Regions from separate parts of the Mus musculus genome. Here region 1 is linked to region 2. The links are chromatin contacts, called in public Micro-C maps. All regions are on one chromosome and are shown on one strand. The core of a region is the stretch at or near the end of the contact, and the rest is flanking DNA. Distances in the headings are between cores, read along the strand shown. Region 1 holds the start of Bnc2 (basonuclin 2). Region 2 holds the start of Nfib (nuclear factor I/B).

Region 1 (4,206 bases), core at 1,316-3,815, 2.2 Mb after region 2:
CTGTAATCACATATTCCTGCCTGACAGATAACTTACGTCTCAGGCAGAAAAGGAAGAATCAGGTATTAGCAATGCACTATTGCTATTAATATTTCCTCAATATTTTCAAAAATCACATGAGGTTAGTTTTTACCCAAAGTTTTTACATGCAAACCCAACTGAATATTCTCAGTGGATGGGGGGGGGGGTGTCAGGGCATTTCAGACATGCCTCCAGAAAGATCTTCTATACAAAGTTCAGATTCAGGTTTGCTAGTCCTTCCCTCAGGTGAAGATATTCCTATGCTTTGGTAAAGTAATTAGCAATCTGGATTTTAAATCCACTGCTCTCTGGGAACAGAAAGAGTACCTACAACTCAGAACTTCATTAAAACTGAACAAGTTTAAAGGAAACGGCTACAAATATCATATAAAGTACAGAGCCTTTAAGGGCTCACAAAGGATTCTCGTGTGCATGATTCCAAAGAGTAAAAGGAAGTTCTCTCAAACTTAGACAAGGATTGGTACTAGAGGAAAACTTCCGAGCAGAAATACTTAGTGTCAGAAATAAAGTCCACCTAAAGCATGTGTGTCTGGGCATGAAACCACCTAAACAGGCAGAATACAAAACAGCGGGAGACAAATGGACTCAGCCACCGCTCAGTGATTAGTATATGGGAATAGATCTGTAGACAAATAGTAATACTAGCCAGGGGAAGAAAAGGCGTGCAACTGGCTTTAATAATGTTCTGTAAAATGCCGTTACAAGAAACTCTCCAGCTCTAAGGAGATATATTTCATACTTTGTTTTGATCCCTCCATTAACACAGGATCCAACAACTACAAATGTTCACGAAGTACATAAAAATTAATAAAACAGGCCACTTTCTGCCACTTTAATCCTGGATACACAGGATTATTTTATGATGTCTTTTGTACATCAGTTTTACAACAGCTTGACTCTAGGGTAAATGGGAAGCATCATAAATCGCACGCTGCTTTCAAAACCTCTTTAATTTCTGTCAGCATTACTGTAACCGCAGTCCTGGGTGCATTTTGTATGTGTGTATGTCTGCATTTGACAGTACCATCTCCTACATTCCAGTTGTGACTTTGATCTCTGAAACAAGAGATGTCACATCAGGGGGAAGGGAAGAGGAAAAAAAAATGTCAACCTGCTATCACCCCGTTTCTTATACATCCCATGTACATAGGGCCCACTTTGTATCAGAGCCCCCAAGTGGGGCTAACAACAGCGACACTGGGTGGTAGGGAACTCCAAGAAAAAAAGAGTGGTCAAGCCCCATTTCTAACAAATGACTTCCCGAAAGCAGACAGTGAGGCTCATCACTGGGTGAACTAATTGCCTGCTTCCTCGCTGCAGAGAAGCCGTCCCTTCCAGGGACTGGGCTGGAGTCCCCCTGCGCTGTGCCATCCCTTTTCCACCACCACTTGGCACTTACAAGTTTTGTTTTGTTTTAATCTTCGCCTCATCCCACGGGAGATTCCGTCTAGTTTTGTCCTGAGCTCCACCACTACTGTATATATATATATATGTTTTTAAATTCTGCCCCCCTTTCAGGTCTCAAATCCCACCGTCCAGTCGGCGTGTAAGCGCAGTGGGCCGGCTGCTTCAGAACCGCACTTCGGGAAAGCACACACGTGTCTGTCTAGCGGGATTTGACTGGCCGCGTCCGCGTCCTCCGCAGCCGCGCGGGCATCGCTGCGGTCCCCACGCGGGCCGCGGGCCGCGCCCCGGCACCCATGCCCAGCCGCCGCTCAGGGCTCTCAACAGGCCGGCAAGTTGGGAAAGTTGCCGCGGGTCCCGGCAGCCCCGTGCATCCCGGGTCCCCGTGTCCCGCGCCCTCCCCGAGGGCTCCCCGGTCCCCAGAGTCCCCGACTGGCCGCCGCTCACCTAAGGCGCGGGGAGCCCTCGCTCCCGTCCGCCTGCCCGCCCGCTCGCCCTCCCGCAGCCGCCTCGAGAACTTGGGGCCAAGTTGGGGGAGTGGGGGGTGGATTTCGGGAGCGCCGCCGGCTGCCCGCCTCCTCACGCCGCGGCGCTAGAGGAGAACGCGGCCCGCCGCGGCCCCGGGGCGTCCCGCCCGGGTCTGTCCCTACCAAGTGCAGACGCAAGCGGAGAGGAGGTGGAAACTTCTTACCATCTCGGCATGCTGGTTGTCAAGTGCAGCCCCCGCCTCTTGGTCTCCTCTTAGCGGCCGCGCCTGGACCAGCCCCTCGGCCGCCTCAGCTCGCCGCTCGGCCTGCTCCCTCCCCCGCCCGGCCGCTCCGGGCCGCGCTCGCCGCCCGCGCCACTCCCCACCCGCCCGCGCGCGCCCTCGCCGCGGCCCCTCGGCGCTCAGGTGACTGATTTACACCCGCGCCCAGGGTCGCGCTCGCTCCCTCGAGCCGGCGCTCCGAGTTGTCCCGCTCCTCCCCGGGCAGAGGGAGAAAAGAAAAAAAGGGAACGGACTGTCCGGGAGGGGGGCTGCTGGCGAGGCGGGGTGCGCGCGGCGGCGCGGGGGGGACCGGTGGCCGCGCCGGCACAAGTTTCTGCTCCCGGCGCAACTGTCCGGACTAGGGTGTTCGCCGCCTGTTTTGTTGTTGTCCTCAAGCTTTTCTAGGGGCTTCGGGGAGGATGTCTAGCCCTCCCCCACCCCCACCTCGCTAGACACACACCCCCTCTTCCGTGGATGGAAAAACAACTTTGGCGCCCCCCGGGGGGTGCGGGCGTGGAAGTGGAGGTGGCGGCCAGCGCCCAGCTGTCAACAAGGGGGAAAAATGCGAGGAGCCGGGAGGGGAGAGGGAAGGCTGCGAGCCGCCGCCGAGCACCGGGCGCGAACTTTATTCCGACTGCGGCGCAGCGCCTCCGCTCCGGGCTTCTCCCACTCTCGGTCTGCTCGGCCCGGCTCTGGTCTGCCTTGGGCGGCGCCGGAGTGAAGGCAGGGGAAGCCCGGGGACCGTGACGCGCCCGGGGACCCGGGGCAGAAAGTTGCGCACAGCTAGGGGCGAAAAGTTTCTGGGAGCGGCGGCTTTGGTGCCGGCCCAGACGGCGGCTTGCGGCCAGGGCTTCCTTCCCCTTCTAGGTCTGGGCCTGGAGCTGCAGCTGGCGGGGGAGAGGAAGGAGACTGCCACCCTAGCGGGCGCCCGCGACGGACACCAGTCACACGTGTGGGGTGACACTCAGACGACCCGAGTTGCCCTGCTTTAAGACACGGGTTGCCGGCGGCAGGCTCGGCACGCAGCCGCCAGCGGTTGAAGGACACTTCTTAAATGGAAGCAAAACACAGTCGGGCTGCAAGATTCGGGGGGGAGGGGGGAGACTTAATCATCCTCATCTTTCTAATGTACACCGTGTGCCAAAACCGTCTCCGCCTCGTGCAGATTTATCATCGCTAGAGCAAACTTTTTGCTTATCTGTCTCGGGAGGAAAGCACAGGTTTCTAGCACACTCTTGAGCTCTAAGAAATCAGAGAATCCTGCGGAAGATTTGGTTGGCTGAAAACAGGTTTGATTACTGTTTCTTCCTGAAAAGAGTAACTCGTCCCTCCTTCCATTCTCTCTTTCCCCAAGCAGAGGGAGAAGCCTCATAATTTCATTCAGAGGTCAGAATTAAATTCCTCCGAAAATATGTAGACTTGGAATTTAGGACACACTCACACACATACACACACCGTCATAAGTTTAATGTATATTCACAATGGTTAAGCTTAATTTTTTTTTCAGGATCCATGGCTGACTAGATCCCAAGTAGCAACAGCTGGCCTGAGAATGTGAGTTAGCTTATCCACGTGGATCCAGCCTTTTTTTTTTTTTCTTTTTTTTTTAAACATTAGGGCCACCAGCACCTGCAGTTCCTTGTACTAGTTGGGTTCAAATTCCTGACTCCTCCTAGGCCCATGCAAAGCAGATTGGTAGTCACTTCAGAATCTGTCGATTCTATGCAGGAAACACTATAGACTTTAGGCACATGTTTATCTCTTAAATTTTCTAATGAGTGACAGTTGCTGTGGGACAAATTACGGGTTAGGTATCTAACCGTTATCCAATATGTTTAAATGCATGTTATCAAAGTAGGCTCATCGTCAAATGATTTGATTAAGGTGTGGAGCATATTCTCTTGTTCTCTAAGCAGAACTATGACGTCATTCTGTAGCAACTGATTACCCGAGAGATAATGGTGACCAAATGTTCATTCTGAGGTCCTAGGAGCCTCACAAGCAGCTTCCAG
Region 2 (4,239 bases), core at 1,398-3,897:
TTCCTTTGATCACAATGTAGAAAGAATAGAAATGTTCATGGTTTACCAGAAAAAGATGGAAAAAAAAAAAAAAAAAGAAAAGCCCGCAGATAGATAAATAAAAGAAACTTTTAACACTACAGGCGATGTGCTATACCTGAGCTAGTCCTTTCCTATTCGTGGGTTACTATCATTCAGAGCTTTTAAAATACAAATAACTCAAACAACCCATTTTTCCAGTTTTGTTAAATTTAAAGTGCACGTTTACTTGCTTAAAATAGCCATATCTAAGTTAATCATACTCAGATGCCAAACAAAATATAAACAATAAAAAATGTGTCAGCCAAAAAGCTACAGGGCTGTGTCCAATCACTGAATGCCCCTTATCGTTGTTCTCATCTTCATTCACAATTTATGAATGCCGCAGTCCTTTTGAATCACAATGGTTTCTAATTGTCATACAATTGAAATCTTAATTATTTGTTCATTATAAAAATGCATCCTCATAATCTTAGATTTTTAAAACTTTAAGACAACCAAAACTAGGCAATTATGTTTCACTTTCTTGACAATGTCAATGAAAAATTTCAATGACCCAATCTAGACTCATACTCTTAAAAGTTGGAAGTAAACTGTCCCATAACTTTCAAGGTTGAATTAACTGCTGTAAATTAACAGTTCTGGACTAGGCTGTTTAAGCTATCATCAGTTGGTGAGTTCGTCGGGCATCCATGAAAGGATGAAAGCGCCCCAGGTAAGTCTCTAGATCTGACCACTTCTTCATTTTACCATCTGACTGAAGGGATAGAAACTAGTTTGGGTTTTTAGGTATAAAGACAGTGTTTTACCTCCTAACGTTGTTCCTTAAGGCAAATTTCCAAGTTAAAAAAAAAAATCTCACTTTTCTGATACTACTTTATGCCTTGCGAGCGATGTTCAAATATCATCAAATGAACAAGTCTCACTTTTAAAACAAACGTGTCCTAAAAGTCCTAAAAATTCACCACAAACACTTCAACTTCTTGTCAGCGTAAAAGATCGCCTCTGAAGTGAGGTCTTTAAAAACCCGAAATGTGGGTCACTGTAGAACAGGACTTTAGGCACCCCAAAACGCAAAGTAATAAGTCCTCTGGACCACCACCTAGACTGGCGGCGTCACCCGCCCACTGTGGGCAGCAGAGTCCAAAGGCGCTCAAGCCTAGTTCTCAGCCCCTTGCCCAAGAGTCCATCTACAGACGCTCCCAAGCCGGAGTCCGCCCCACGCGCACCGGCCAGGGAGTGAGGGTGCCGCCGCGGCCACCACCGCCGCCGCTGCCTTCGCCGCAATCTCCTTAGGGGCGGACAGGGGCTCACGGCCGCAGGTCTCGGCCCTGCCCACCCCCAGCAGCCTCGCCCGCCCGGTGCCGGCTCTCCCCGCTCGGGCGCTGGGATGGGCGCACACGGCAGCCGTGGTCCCACGCCGCCCGCACAGCCCACCGCAACTCCGCACTACTTCTCGGGGAAGACCAGGGTGTGCCAAGGTTAGGCAAAGCCTTTGAGGGTCTGCAGCACAAGAGCAAGAAGACACAACAAAGGCGTCTGGGGCCAGAGAAAGCTCGAGAAAGCGACCAAGATAAGTACCTGAGTGAGACAGATGGGAGAATACATCATGACTTCGCCTTAAAACGCACTTTCCCGGAGATGCCCAAGAAAATCTTCCAGAAGCAAGGATTTCATCTATTCATTTTACAGTCATCTGAGCCCAGCGATGCGATCAATCAGGACGGGGCACTGCGCCGGTTCACCGCAACTTCGCAACAAACCCAGTCCTCCTTAAATAGCCAAAGATTCAAGTTCACTCGGCGAGCTAGATTTCCCGGGGTGAAATCCAATCTACACTTTTAACCCTCTTGCGGTTCGCGCGCGCCGGCCGAGCTCTCCGAGGCTGCCGCCGCTGGTGCAGGCTGCTGGTCGCCTGGTTTAGGGGATTTGTTTTCTGTTTTGCAGTTGTTGTTGTTGTTGTTTGTTGTTGGGGGTTGGGGTGCGCGAGGGTTCGGTGTGGGTTGGATTGGGGTGATGGTGGGTGGTGAAATGTTTTTTTTAAAAAAAGGCGGGGAGGGGGGCGCAGGAGGCCAGGCGGTGGGGAAAGCGAGGAGAATGTGTCACCGCGCTGGTAAAGTTCAAGGTTACCGCCGCCAACACTGCAGCAGGATCCGGGAGTGGCGATCGCAGGCGAAACTTTGCTGCGAGCCGACCACGTGTGTGCGCGAGGGGGAGCGCAAGCGAGTGCGCGCGGGTGGCGGGGCGCGCGCAGGAGAGGGCCGGGTGGGGGTGGGGGTGGGGGGGAGCAGGGAGAGGCCGGGGTGAGGGAGGGGGCGCAGGCGCGGAGCTCCCGGGCGGAAAAGCCTTTGCTGCGCTCCTGCCCCGCCGCACCGCCGCCCGCCCGCTTCGCCCCGGGTCTGACCCGCCGCGCGTGGACTCCGCTGCCGGTGCCGCTGGCCACAGCCCACGGAAAGGATCGGAAGGACCTCCTGAAAAAAATCCCAAACGATCGATCCCGCTTGGCTGCAAACTCCTCTTTTCTGTCCTGGGCTCTATTCCCCCTCCCTCTCTCGCTTTCTTTCCTTGAAAAACTTGCAAGTTGAAAGATTCACCGGTTCCACCCTCTGGACCCCGCTCGAGCTCTCTCCAAATCAGACTTAAGGATTGTTTTATTATTTAATTACACAATCACCGCTTTACTCCTCCTCCTCCTGCAAACGCGCGTTCCTTTTGCACCAGCCTCTCCACACCCCCCGCCCCCCACCTTCCTCCTCCTCCCGCGCGCCTCCCCCAGCCCTCGCGTCTCTCCCCCTCATTTGTTAAAGGTATCAGACCGGTGCCACAGTATTGGGACTTTTCTTTTCTTTTCTTTTCTTTTTTCTTTTTTCAAAAATAGCTCTTCTCTCTGCCACTCTTCGTTTACCCCCGAAAACCCGCCCAGGGAGAGGTTATTTCACTGCTCGCTGCAGACGCTCAAGACGCGAGAACATCCTAAGGGGAGAAGCCCTGAACCGGCCTGGGCCCAAGAAAGAAACGAATGGAAAATTCCCTCACACCCAGGCCGCCCCGAGCCGGGGCTAGGGCGCCGACTCTAGCACCCCAGGCGGCTGGAGGGAGAGGGAGGGTGGAGGCGGGGGCCAGAGTGAACTTGGCCTCCTGGAGTTGCAGCGGACGGGCGCGGAGCCCGGGGCGCGGCGGGCAGCCCAGCCCGGAGCTCGCACTGGCGATCGGAGAGGGGCGCCGGGGTCCCCAGGGTCCCCCGAGCCTCGCCGCAGCGGCCCGCCCTCCCCCGGCGCCCGGTGCACGTGGCCGCGCTCGGAGCGGGAAGGCCGCGCCACCGCTCGCCCCTCCTCTCCTCCTCCTCCTGCCGCGCTGGCCGCGTCCCAATCCCCACCCCCAGAGCCCGGGGCGCCGGCGGAAAGCGGCTCCCTTCCCGCGGGGGTGCGGGCAGGGCGGGGCCGCGGCGCGCCCGAGGCTGCGGGGCGGGAGCGCGCGGGGTGCGTGTGCGGCTGCGGGTCTCCCCGGCGGCTCCCGCCGGCTCCCCGCCCCGCCCCCCGCCGAGTGAATGAACTTGATTCCCGGGACCCTGGAGGCGACCGGCCAGCACCCCCTTTCGCGCGGGCACTCTCTCCCACACACACCGCCCCCCAAATTCCGGGTTTCCGCTAGGGGTGGGTGGGGAAATGGAGGAATCAAAGGCTGCCCCAGACAATGGAGAAAGAAAAGTGAGCGCCCGGGGCTCCATGTCGCCCTAGCTTGGGGCCGCCGAGCGTTTCCAGGCCCCCCGCGGCCTCCCGCTCCCACCCCGCGTCCTGGACTTTCCCCCCCTCAACTTTCTCCAGTCCTCGCACTCCTGACCACCGTGCCCTCCCCCAGCGGACCTGAAAGAACCAGTGACTTTTTCCTTCCCCAAGTGGAAGTTACCCACATCAAGCATTTCACAACGACACATCAAGAAAAGTAGGCAGGTTCAAGTCAACCATGAAATGGTCACTTTTTAACCCCGTCCTGTCCTCATTAGGGAAATGCTCAAACACAGTCCGTTTTCAAAAAGCGCTCTTAATGAGGCGAGCTTGCCAAGTCTACCAGCTGCAGCCCCTGTAAACCAAGAGCCTGGTGAAGAAAGGCGCAGGGGGTGGGGAGGCGGGGAGGGCGGCGGGTCTAGGAGGACAGGTAAAGTCGGGGGAAACTGTGAGAACCGGGGCGAGTTAACCCTTTAGGGCACGCGCCACGGGGAGC

What was found. Hi-C and Micro-C count contacts between places; a contact is called where the count stands out from the background.
Region 1: a contact with region 2 is called in a Micro-C map of embryonic stem cells, with 5 times the contacts expected there. The contact joins the promoter of Bnc2 here to the promoter of Nfib in region 2.

Annotation. Positions count from the first base shown.
Region 1 is chr4:84,672,838-84,677,043 of GRCm38.p6, forward strand. Bnc2 (basonuclin 2) reads right to left here and starts at 2,566. Exons shown (of 7, transcript NM_001369083.1): 1 at 2,138-2,566. The coding sequence starts at 2,140.
Region 2 is chr4:82,503,132-82,507,370 of GRCm38.p6, forward strand. It overlaps Nfib (nuclear factor I/B), which reads right to left and starts at 2,648. Exons shown (of 12, transcript NM_001113209.2): 1 at 1,600-2,648. The coding sequence starts at 1,629.